Linked DNA regions of Gossypium arboreum: region 1 is linked to region 2. The links are chromatin contacts, called in public Hi-C maps. All regions are on one chromosome and are shown on one strand. The core of a region is the stretch at or near the end of the contact, and the rest is flanking DNA. Distances in the headings are between cores, read along the strand shown.

Region 1 (3,611 bases), core at 791-3,290, 540 kb before region 2:
TTTTACATATAGAAACCTTACTAAGAAGACTGCCAAGGAAGTCTTCATACCTTCAAAGTTGTCGTCTGTTGTTTGTTTAGTATTCGAGGTACAGCATTATCATCTTATGCTTGTCAAAAGGCAGTTTTAATCTCCAATCCTTTTGTTTACGACTAAATGGTCTACCCTTGCTGTTGGGGTCCCTGTTCTCCTTCACCTCTGCCAACTTCCATACACAGTTCTCTTCCTCGACCGAATCTAGTAAGAAGACTCCACTCTTTTCAGTATAATTAGACCCAGCGTCTTCAATATAACAAACTCTCATAGCCATATCTTTGAACCGATCTAAATCATCTGGTACCTTTAGTATTCTCTCTGCACCAGGAGATGATACCTTCAAAACAAAACGTGGTTTTAGGATACGGAATATAGACATATCTGAGACTCAGCACAAAAGAACTAGCTACTTATTACCTGAAGAGCCAAATCATCTGGTATTTCTCTTCGTTCTCCAGCTTCATCCAATCTTTTCTTATATTCTTGAGTATAACTCTGCAGTTCCTCCATGCTGGGACAACCATATCTGATGAAAGGAGCATTGGTCTTTTAATATTATAAACCCCAGAGATTCAATTTCAAGTGCCAAGCTACATCACAAGATGACTGCATAATTCCTCTGGAAGTTTTCTACTTTTCAAGAGAAAAAAAAGGGGGTACAATTCATTCCTTTTTCTAAGTGTGTTCCCATTTTTCCTAATTTTTTCATCAGATACCAAATGAGTTGGGTCAAGCGCAATAAATTAGACTACTAGGTTACTTCATTTGCTACTTACATTCTGCTTCCAAAAACAAATGGTAAAAAGCAATGAATTAAAAGGAAATCTTAATTACTGAAATCGAAAAAATTATTAAAATGAAACACTGAAGATGTAGCCACATTTGGAGTAGCAAGGTTGTTGTACATTGGCACCATAGGAGTTCAAGCCTTGTGCAACCCATCCCCTCCCAAAGTTTGTAAACGTAAAGCTATGTATTTCATTCTCACAAAGATATATATTCTTCAAATCATTCACTACCAGAGATGCTGTTTGCCTTTCATTTCCAGAACAAATATAAGAGATAAAAGCAACAATCAAATGACAGCTATTAGTTAGGTTCTTGAAAGAAGCTTCAGTTTCTCCAGCTTGTTAGCGATCCATAAGGAAGAATACTTACTCATCTGACAATTTGTCAAGTCTGACATAAATGTATCCACGAGGTGTAGTCTTGAAAGCATAAAGTTTAATGTCATCGCTAAACAGTTTTAGTGCATCATGGGCTATAGAGAGAGCAGATTCACCCCAAGGAACACCTTGCAATACAATTCCACCACCATCCCCTCCATCACCAACCTACATTCATAAAATAACATAAAATAAAAAGACCCGTCATCAAAAGCAAGGAAAGAAATCCAATAAGATAGAAACAATGCATACCTTGGGCTCGACGGTTTCATCCTCTTCTTCCCACTCATCCGTGAATTCTCCATCATCTTCAGCAGTTCCATCTGCTCAAACCAAGAAGTTCAAAAAAATCGGTTACTGACACAGAACTCTGATCAAACACTTGGTATGCACAGCAGAAGAAAGGAAAAAAGGAATAACAGAAACGCAGTTCTTCTTCTTCCTGTTGGTGGTTCTCGTTTTTGTTGTGAACGGAGGCTGTGTTGTGGAATAGACGGCGAGTGAAGGAAGAAGTGAAAGAGGAAATGGATTTTAGTTCAAAAGGAGGAGGAGGGTTAAGGGCAGTGGGAAGAGGTAAAGGAGAGAACCTTGCAGAAGACAAGGATGAAGCGGCGAAGCCCAAGGAAGGCCTTCGAGAGCTTCGTAACACAGACCGAAATATAATTCTACTATTGCTCATTCTTCTGTTTTACCCGCTCCCTCTTCAGCTGCCTTACACTTAATAGCAGCGCTTTTAACTGTTATTCTCTAAAGACATGCCAACATAACCCCTCGTACATTATCTTCAAGCCTTAACATTTGTTTCTATTATTAAAACAGGCATAAGAATTTTTGATAACGAAGAGATGTATTGGAGTGTATTAAAATATATTATTTTCAAATAATTTTAAATATTACCTTAAAAAATAAATATTTATATTGTAGTCACCCTTAATTGTAAAAAATAAATAATAATATTTTTTATAAATGAGTCTTGCACATTTGAACTTTCTTGTTAAATATATTAAATATTAATAGACTAAATTCTTGTTGTAAGGTCCATTATGAGTATTATGGCTCAAGAGGTGTTCATGGATTGATTGATTTGATTGGCCTAATTAATTCAATGCATTTTGGGAGACGCCTGAGTTTGTATTTTTCAATTTTGAGTTGACTCCTTTTAATATTTATAAATAACAAAAATATATAAAAGTAATTTTATATTAATATTTATATATTCTATAATTAAATTTAAATAATTTTTATCATTTTTCAAACGGTAAAATGGGCCATTTGATTAGGCCTAAATGGTTAAGTTTGGGCATGAAAATATTTTAGATTTAGGTCTCAGCCCATTAACCTTTCTACTTATAAAACTCAACTTCATATATTGAACTGTTATTTTTGAGCCTATTCAGGTTGAAGCCCAATTTGCTTTTCTAGTAGATTCAGAAATCAGCTCACTATTAACTGGATAAGATTGGCCCTAAAACGTGTACAATTTTGCAATATTATTTTCTGATAATTGCATTACCAAAATTGAAAAGTTAGTGTATCTATTTTTTATTTTTTTATATGCATGAAATTAATATTTAAAAATTTATATGTAATAAAATAGTAAAATCAATAATTCAAGTTAATGTGTTTACTAATAACTAAATAAACTTTTGATCCTCATATAGTAGAACCAAATTTTGATAAATTGTATATTAAAGGGATGAAAGTTTTAATGAAAACATAATTTTATTTAGAGAAGAAGAAGAAGAAGAACACCACGTAATTGGAAAATAAACATCTTCATCCCCAGTGAGCCCATCCGGCCCAATAGGCGTGAACAACATTTTTAGATAGGGTTTTGGGCAAGATCTTTAAGCATAGAAAAGACGGCTATTTTTCCTCTTTCGTTTTAAATAAAAACCTAAACATTTCACTTTTTTCGAATAAAGTTCTTATATTTTGTTTTTTGTATTTAGATAAAACTCTTATCCTTTGATTTTACTAATTTTTTTATTTCAAATAAGTATGCGTTAATGTTTAGTTAGAAATTAAAAGTTTGGAACTTATTTTAGTTAAATTTAAATATATATTTTAAAAAATATTATAGAAAAAGAAATGTTCGAAATGCTTCTAATTCAAAGAAAAAGGGAAGTGAAGATGAATACATAATATAACATTGCTCAGCAAAGATTTAATTTGTTTTTTAGCAAAGTCCCTATCCAATTTCTTGAATAAAAAGTTTTAAAAGGTAATAGTATAGGAACAATAAAGGCATACCAATAAATATATTATTGGGGATCGACTTGTATAACTAATGAGATAGTAAAAGTGGAAAAGAACAAACACAAAAGAGGCTTCGGCTTTTCACTAATCAACAAACAAAGGAGTATAACGATAGAGAGTATTCAACCGGAATACAAAGAGCAAATCCCA
Region 2 (3,517 bases), core at 974-3,473:
TTCATCCACAGCTTTACTGCTTCCCCCAAATCAACAAACAATACTCTCCCTTATCAAAGATGTTATTAGATGTTATTAAGGCACAATCTCATTTACTACCTCCAGGTCCACCAAATAGGTAGTCCAGAGAAGATCCGCCTCCAGGGGCAGAATGAACCTTGGTGGAAGGTCGATCCTGCATTCATGGAAAGACAACTAGTTAGAAAGTATACGATTTCAGTGACAAGTAACCATTCTATAAATTAAAAACCTTAAAGCAAAATCATTAAGTGGGCTATACCGTAAGGAAATTGCCAGTATTCTGACCATCGGCACGCATGTAATTGTTTGCGGAAATACTGTTAATACCAGCAGGAATTTGCTTGGAAATATCTACTGGTTCAGGAGCAGGGCCAGGTTTGGAGACAGCTGGTGCTTCAGCGGGAGCAGCTTGGGAGTTGTTTGTCCCTGGTTTAGGAGCTTCTCCGCTACCAAACAAATAACCTAATGAGCTCTGCCCACCGCCACTGCTAACTCCGCGACCCATCTTTTTCAACTTACCAAGAAAAGGGAGGAAACAAATAGCTCAAAGTAAGAATCTAGAAGCAACAGGTGCAGAAGAAAATGGTTTGAGTATAAATAAATTGACATTATACAACTAGAAAAGATTTAAACTACGTCGTTCATGACAAGCAAAAGACAGGAAGCAAAACAAGCATATTGAGAGAACCCTCATCAATGTTCTAGAATGCAATGATAGCCTGCTAAGCTTTTTAATAACACTTTCAAACAAGATTCTTTCTATCCTGTGAAACCCCCACCCCCACCCAAAAATAAAAGAGTAAAACTCGATGAAATTCCCTAATGCTTAGCCATAAAGGATAGCACAACACATTGTGAGGTCACACAAACATTTGTTCCATCATAACATACTGGCTCTTTGTTGTTTTTAAATTGTCACCTTTTCTTTCACAGTTCAATTTCGAGTTTTAGAACATCCCACTCAAATCAAGAAGATCCACTACATGATAGTGCAACCTACATCATACGTCCTAGCTACTTAATAGTAGCTCAACAAATCCCAATACAAAAGTTAAAATCCTAAACATTTGTCAGGCATGTTCCAAATGTGCAATAAAAATAAAGGATTATAGTATATAATACCCCAATCAAATCAAAGAACACTCTTTTTTATTCCATTAGCCATGGAATCCCCTTTTCATTTTCAACTACAGAAATGAAGATTTATCTACTGTGATCATAAAACAAATGCTCATTAATAAAATAAAGAGAAACACTATTAACAGAAATCGCTATCTCCCTAGTGATTTTTTAATTGGTAAGCACATACTCAATTTGGGAGCACTAGCGATCCAATTCAGTAAAACTAACAATCCTAATAAATATGGTTTATTATAAATGAGTTGAGCAAAACAAAAAATTCACAAATTTAAAAATTAATTTATTTAGAACTATAAGTTTTTGTGAACACAAGAACTATATATATATATATAGGTTCCCTAAAACACCGTTCCAATAAATCATTTGTCGTTACAACAAAGCAAATCAGAAAAGACTACCCCTATCAAATTAGGTGTTTAGAAACATCGACTTGCTTTCTTGTTTTTGTTCCTTGTACCAGACCAATCCTCGTTCCAGGTATCATTTCAATGAAACAAAAGCACTAGCCGGTAAGCACATATCTCATAATTTCATAGAATTTACAATATAATAAGTATTAAATAGAACATAAACGCAAAAAAGAAAACCTAATCATTTCCAGCTTAAAAACAATCGAATAATAAGCTTACAACATCGACACAGTCAACGAATCAGAAGAAAACAAACGTCACAATCCAAAACCTTTTGACATCCTACTTCACATCCAAAACGACAAAAATTAAACAAATCAAATGAAGCATAAAAACGAACAGCGGCCAAAGCGAAAAAAATAAACATCAAACCAGATATAGTGAAAAAAAATGGTTAAAATCAATAAATTGACGGCCAAACTCAGTGAACACAACACAAAATCTTATAGACGCAGAGAAGAATAAAGATCTAGGGTTAGGGTTTTGAAATTACCTGAAAATTCCCTTTTGCGATTCAGATCTGGAAGAGAGGAAGTGGAAACAACAGTTGGAGAGTTAGGAGAGTAACAGCAGCTGCCTACTGAAAAAGGAAAACGAAATGCGAGCGTTTCTTATATAGAAAATGATTCAAAATTACTTTTTTTTTAAATTAAAATTATTATGTTTTTTTGAAATTTTAAACGAAATGTTTCACTGCTAAGTTTTACTCATTCCACGATTTCAAATTTTCAAATCTGGTTTTAAACGGTTAAATTTCAGTTTTAGTCCCTTTACTATATTCAGTCATTTTAATTTAATATAAATTGACCTTCTATTTTATAATGTCATTATCTAACGCTAGCAATTTTTCCTTTTAATATTTTTATGTTAATTTTTCAAATTTATTTTATAAAAATTTATGTTAATTTTTATTTTACATTTTAAATAAATAAAAGTAAAAAATAAAATAAAAAATTCAACTTTATTTCTTTATAAAATAAAATAAAATTTTATGTTAATTTTTATTTTAAATTTTGAAATGAAATTTTCAAAATCTATATTTTAATAATAGTAAAAACAATAACAAATTTAATATTATTGCAAAAAATAACATAAAAATAAAGAAAATGTCTTTACAATAGGGTATCCCTGGGTGATATGCGACTCCTTTTATTAAAATATCATTTTATTTATTTTATTACAATTTTTTAATAATTATATAATCCATTAAGTTAATTTTTATAAAAAATATTATTTTTATAATTAATTTTAACTCATGCTATTTTCATAAATTTTTATTATTTTTGTGTTATTTACATAAAACCCAAAAAAACCATGTTAGCATAATGAGTTAAAGAGTGTATTTAAGAAAAATCCACAAGTATTTTAACATAAATACTCGATTGTATTAGCTATTTAAATTAATTGGTGAGATTATAAAATAAAAAGTTAAATTATGCCCAAATAGTTAATGGGATATTGGCTTAATTATTCAATTAATGATGATAAATATTTATAGTTGTAAGCTGTAATTTAAAAAAGACTAGATATTAAAATTAAATATAATAGAAGGAGGAAAATGATAATTTGATGGCTTGAAAAATGGAAAGTGTTGGGCAGTATGAAATTGTTTATAGTGGAATGAGCCAAAAAATGGGTGGGAGTGGAAGTCGTAGCTTAGATTATAAGCGAAGGGTCAGGGGTGGGGTCCTTATCCGGGCATTACATGTGCAACCGCATTTGATTGTGAAAACGGTGCCGTTCTCTTTCCTTCTAATATTACTTTTTGTGTGGTGGATGGATGGAACAGTTTTTTGTTAATGTTTCTAACAGTTTTTGTTACAGTAAGTGTATTTAAAAATAATAATTTTAGAAGAGTTTTGCTTTATGTTTAAGAATTTGACTCTCATCTCTGAATTTAATTGTGAAAAGTATTTTTCAAGAAAAGTACTATACCAAATATACAA

What was found. Hi-C and Micro-C count contacts between places; a contact is called where the count stands out from the background.
Region 1: a contact with region 2 is called in a Hi-C map of leaf, with 7 times the contacts expected there. The contact joins the promoter of LOC108461391 here to the promoter of LOC108464471 in region 2. A contact is called at or near these places in 2 of 5 Hi-C or Micro-C datasets (both in leaf).

The regions. Positions count from the first base shown.
Region 1 is chr13:32,302,742-32,306,352 of ASM2569848v2, reverse strand. LOC108461391 reads right to left here and starts at 2,040. Exons shown (of 7, transcript XR_001867733.2): 1 at 1,623-2,040; 2 at 1,455-1,525; 3 at 1,195-1,370; 4 at 454-562; 5 at 51-373.
Region 2 is chr13:31,758,643-31,762,159 of ASM2569848v2, reverse strand. LOC108464471 (protein SPIRAL1-like 1) reads right to left here and starts at 2,223. Exons shown (of 3, transcript XM_017764786.2): 1 at 2,065-2,223; 2 at 281-535; 3 at 1-175. The coding sequence starts at 526. The coding sequence ends at 89.